Regions from separate parts of the Mus musculus genome. Here region 1 is linked to region 2. The links are chromatin contacts, called in public promoter capture Hi-C maps. All regions are on one chromosome and are shown on one strand. The core of a region is the stretch at or near the end of the contact, and the rest is flanking DNA. Distances in the headings are between cores, read along the strand shown. Region 1 holds the start of Gab3 (growth factor receptor bound protein 2-associated protein 3). Region 2 holds the start of Nsdhl (NAD(P) dependent steroid dehydrogenase-like).

Region 1 (2,700 bases), core at 44-2,543, 2.2 Mb after region 2:
ATGTGCTCTTTAATATGAAAAAAAAAAAAAGTACTGGCTGGTGAAATAAGGACCCCAGTTAGAAAGCTATAGACATAAGTACCAGGTAGAACCCCATTTGTGGTGGAATGCCTCAGCTGACTGCAAACCTGAACAGGGTAGTTCCCACCTGCATGCTTTGGTTTTGCAGAGAAATTAGAAATTATAAAGGACAAGGATCCATCAAGCTACTTCCAGTTCCACCAAACCCCAAGGGCAAGAAATCCTAATATCTGTATATACAACCCCCCGGGGACTAAAGTGATTCTTGTTAATGGCTAAAGACAGCTCAGTAACAATCGAGTCTTTAAGCAGAATATTTTTATGATCTTATCCTGAGAACACTAGATATAATGAACTTTTTGAGTTGTGTGCAACTTATTTAAATATGGTCATATGACGGGTAGAAAGATGTAGTTCTCCGGGGTTCCTTATTTCATAATAGGAAATGTCAATGGTTCCAGCTGTACTAGAAAAGCTCCATGTCATCATAAAGAATATGCTGAGAAGGGACATAATGAGAAAAGAGTTACACTGTGTGGTAGGCTCCCAACAAGAGTGTTCTATGATAGCTATGACAGTACTCATTACAAGAGGAATGCAGCAGCTTCACTGAGTGGCCCACACAAGTTTCCTCTTACTGTCCACGTCCCTGTCCCTCGCCCTGTTCTCGCTGTGAAATGGAACTCCAGTTGGAGACAGGGCACCCTTTAGAGAAGTCTCTCTGGTTGTTCCAGCATACAAGCTGGGTTGGGGGTTTCAGCTCCAACCCACCTCCATCTACCGCTGAGTGTGGCAGTATAGAGACACTGAACACAGCAGGCAAGAGGCACCAGGCCAGCCTGCTGCAGGACTCAGAACAGCTTGACGTGCGATTTCACTTTCCAACGTCCAATGGCCTCGCCTGCAGCTAGGGCTCTGGGAACAGTTATATTTGGCGCGCCTAGAGTCAGGGACTCCCCAGGGCCACACACGGCCACCCCACGAGCAGAGAACCGAGGGCACGAAGGCCAGGGTTGAGTCGGCACCCCTACTCACATAGCGCTGCAGCTTCCTCTCGGGAGGCGACTTGATGAGCCAGCCCATGCACACAGTGTCACCAGTGCTCATCCTGGCCGCCGCCGCCGCCGCAGCCGCTTCTGCTGCTGCTGCTGCTGCTGCTTCTTCTTCTTCTTCTTCTTCTTCTTCTTCTTCTTCTTCTTCTGCTGCTGCTGCTGCTGCTGCTGCTGCTGCTGCTGCTGCTGCTGCTGCTGCTGCTGCTTCCTCCAGCTGGGCTGGCCGCCTGCGACAGGAGGAAGTCTAGCCAGGGATGCCATGGGGCGTTCCTACCTACATAGCGCCGCCCCAAGTTGCTGAGCGACGCCCCCTCCTCGCCCTCCTCCCACCCCCAGGACTTGAGGAAGGGATGGACAGTAGTCGCTGTTCTTGAGTTTAGACTGCGGGGGGGGGGGGGGGGCGGAGGCGGGGGCGGGGGCGGGGCGGGGGTGGAATAAGCAGCAAAGATAAGAAAGCCTCTTCGAGCAATTGCTGTGCTGCAGGAGGCTCTGCTTCTGGAGACCCCAAGCAGGATGCTCTGCTGCTGTTTCCCAGGTGCCTAGATTGTTACCTTCATAGTTATAGCAGAGGGAGGAAGGAGCCTGCCACCCCTCCTCCCCCCAGGAAAACACTAGGTGACCTAATGGCAGCCAATGATCCTGTTGCTTTCATCACCATCCCTGAAGAGCTATGTCAAAAGGGTTGGTTTCCTTAGCTCAGACGCTGCAGAACAAAAATCTATGGCTCATATCTGTCATGTATATAGTTAACAGAGAAAGAAAGACTCCTCTTCCACTTCCCTGCTCCACTTGATTGTTTGCAAAGTAGTGTGATTTTTATGCCCCTCTTCCAAAGATCATTGTGTTCAATAATGAGCTTCCAGGGCAGAACTGTTTAAATGTTCTAATGAACAAAAATGATCTGAATTCAGCAGTAGTACTAGCTGCACCTTACTAAACTCTGGGGTTTTAAAAGGTAAATATAAGGTTGAGCCAGCTTGTATGCTGGGAACTCTAATAACAAAAATAAACTGATATTTATTGTGACTACTGAGTACCATATGCCAGCCATTGTCATAAGTGCTTCACAGCATCTACACAAACACCCTATAAGCTATATTGTTGAGTCAGTTTTGCCCATGCATAAGACAAGAAACAGAACAATACTGCCCCCTATATAGAGCACACACGTAGGAAGTTACCAATAGCAGAGTTAGTTGTCTGTCTCAAGAATTAGCCCCTGGGCTGGAGAGGTGGCTCAGCAGTTAAGAGCACTGACTACCCTTTCAAAGGTCCTGAGTTCAAATCCCAGGAACCACATGGTGGTTCACAATCATCTGTAATGAGATCTGATGCCCTCATCTGGGGTGTCTGAACACAGCTATAGTGTACTTATAGTAATATAATTAATGTTAATATAATAATTAACATATAACAATATATTAATCAATATATTATTATATTAATTAATTGTGTGTGTTAATTAATATACATTAATATATAACATATGATGATAAATAAATCTTTTTTAAAAAAAAGAGAGTTCATCCCTCTAAACACTACCTTCTCTTTGTGAACACACTTTAAAAACTGGAAAGCACCAGGCAGTGGTGGCGCACGTCTTTAATCCCAGCACTTGGGAGGCAGA
Region 2 (2,700 bases), core at 198-2,697:
AAAGGGAAACGATGCTTACATGGTAAAAGGAGAGAACTAACTCTTCCAAATTATTCTCTGACCGCCACACTCAGGCTAAAATGTGCTTCTCCACCAAGGAATAATAAGTGTAAAAACTAAAATAAAATTAACCCCAACTCTAAATGACAAATAGCACAAACCTCTGTGAAGAAAAAACTTTCTCTCAACTTAAAACTATTTCAATTTATATATGTCAGTTTTTACTAAGTTATAAAAAAAGAAATTGGCAATAATGAGGTTATTTTCTAATATAACTGTAAATTTGTCTTAATGTGATGTCTCATATGACTAAATTCAACTATATTTCATTGGGGAGCCACCAAATAGAAGAGAGTTTTTGTTTTAAAATAGTATATTACCATTTTCCTCCTTGTTCTTGTATAGATCAACATAGAGCAAGTGAATATATGAATATGAATTTCTAGTGTTAACATAGCCTTCATGAGAAGACATAACTCTGACCTCCACTGTCTTAAAGTTTATACTACAGAAAGTTCATGCAATTGTACCATTAATCCATGTGTCACTTTAGGAGATTCAATTTCAGTCATTTTTAAATCTAAAAAAGCATCATCAAAAGCTCTTTGAGAAACCAATTACAGTTATGGATGATCAACTGTATATGATTTCCGTACTCTCGGTTTTAGAAATGTACTTAAAACATCTACTTGTGGTGCCAGTTCCCAAGAACTCTGCTCCTCCAATTACTTATGCCTAAATTTGGCTAAATGTAAACTTACTAAGATAAAAATTATGCCGGTACAAAGTGATAAAAATCAAACCATTTGCACCTGCGTGCTTTCTCACAGCCTCTCCTGAAAGCGTTTGCGACCATCAGAACACAGTAAACCTCTTAGCACCAATGCATAAACTTTAACTGGGTGGCCGCGGCCAGGAGGCCTGAGTTTGACTGAGGCGGAAGTCTAAGGGAAGCAATAGAATGGTCACCCTGCTGTTTCCTGAAAGCCAGCGGAGGTCCAGAGGCAGTTTGTGCGGGGGTGGCTGAAGGTGACTTGGGCGAGGAGGGGGTAGTGGGAAAGAGCAGGCAAGGCAAGCTGCTGGCGGCTGTACTTTCTCTTCTACCCTTCCGGCACACAGCTCCAAGGAAGAACTAGTGCGTCAACGCCAAGAACCGTGCAAGAAAGGTAGCAAGGCTGCACCGAGGCCTAGGAAAGGACCGGGGACGCCGCGTGGGGTCCACCGAATCCCTAGCACTTACCATCACCCAACGGACTCTGCCACCGGTTGTTAAGGCAACGGCGTACTCGCAGCCTCAGCGGCGTTCCCACTGCTCCACGCGCGCACAGCCCGCTTCCCATTGGTTTGGGAACGAAGAGGTGGGGCTAACCTGGCAAAACTCGCCCAAGAGCAAGAGGGCGGTGCGTCGGCAGCCAAAGACTAGCCTCATTGGGCAAAATCATGCTGTGAGCGTCAATTGGTTGCGCCAGAGCCAAGCTAGACCAATCAACATTATGAAGGAAGCTCTGCTGATTGTGGGCTCATATCTATCAGTAGAAAAGGGTGGCGGGTGTTCAGCCAGACTTCTCTGGTTGCCGGTTGTCTGCAAGCTGAGGTCGATCATTTGAGTGTCTAAACCGGGTAAGAGTTGCGGGCTTGCCCTTAGAGGCTGCTGCGTGTGGGTGACAGAGCCTGGAGGAAGTAGGAGGGAATGGGTGGGACCCATTTTAAAACCGAGTTGGGGGACACAGAACATCTGAGGGGCCAGCAAGATATGACCAAATGGTTTGGAGGGGTGACTGTGCCAGGAGAAGCTGAGACCTCGAAACTGGAGTGGGCATGCTGAGTATTGTGTCAGTGGTTCACAGGGCTGGGGCTTAGAAACCCAATCCACATGAGGCTTTGTCTTTACATTAGCTCTACAAGAGTCACTTTAGCTCTCAGGGGAATGGGCTGGGGACTTTTAGATCTTCAAAACTCATCAAAATGTGTCCTGTTAGACGTACAGACACTCAAGTCACATGGGAAGGAGCATTCCTGAATGAGACTCCCTTGAAAGCAAAGCCACAGGAGTTTTGGAAGTATGGAATGTAAAGAGAATTAAAGGGCAAAGTGCACAACGGGTTGGGGCTACCTGGAGCTGTGCCAGGAGTAATGAAGGCCCAGGGTCGAACACAGATTCTATGTTCTACGTCCCTCAAAGCAAAGAAAATCAGTTTAGGGACTTTAAGGGCACAGTATCAGTCTCTCAAACTGAGAAAGGCCTGAGACTTAACAGCTCCCCATAAATGTAATATAGGCCCTTTGCCCTCTTTCCTTTAAGCCAGGAACCGGCTTCAAAACTTTTGTGTCTTGTTTGGCTCCTTTGTTCACTGCAGCAACAATCCCCCATATCCAGCCTCTGAGTTCTCACAGTTCCGTCCTTGAATTGTCCTCTGTTTTCTCTGTTCCTCCTCAGCCCTTCCTCAGCAGTATGAGCTGGAGTTCTCACCATAATCTGCAAAGCCTGCCATGAAATTCCTCCTTCTCCCATCACACCCACACTGTTCCCCCTCTGGCTCACTCTCACCCAGGGCACTATTTTTGCGGCTGATACATTCCTTCACTGACCTTACCCAGTCCCATGAACTTTTTAAAATTTTTTAGTATTTTGATTAATTCTTTGAGAAAATTTCACAGGTAGATATAATTTTTTTGTTTTGAGATAGGGTCTCACTCTGT

Evidence for each region. Promoter capture Hi-C pulls out the DNA fragments that hold promoters and counts their contacts.
Region 1: a promoter capture Hi-C map of erythroid cells shows a contact between it and region 2, with 95 times the contacts expected there. The contact joins the promoter of Gab3 here to the promoter of Nsdhl in region 2. A contact is called at or near these places in 4 of 39 promoter capture datasets (the C10 cell line, the HPC-7 cell line, erythroid cells and 1 more), 1 of 115 datasets of contacts at active chromatin or transcription factors (astrocytes) and 1 of 9 other capture datasets (liver).

What each region holds. Positions count from the first base shown.
Region 1 is chrX:75,083,612-75,086,311 of GRCm38.p6, forward strand. Gab3 (growth factor receptor bound protein 2-associated protein 3) reads right to left here and starts at 1,294. Exons shown (of 10, transcript NM_181584.4): 1 at 1,057-1,294. The coding sequence starts at 1,128.
Region 2 is chrX:72,917,074-72,919,773 of GRCm38.p6, forward strand. Nsdhl (NAD(P) dependent steroid dehydrogenase-like) reads left to right here and starts at 1,448. Exons shown (of 8, transcript NM_010941.3): 1 at 1,448-1,620. Cetn2 (centrin 2) reads right to left here and starts at 1,271. Exons shown (of 5, transcript NM_019405.6): 1 at 1,241-1,271. The coding sequence starts at 1,243.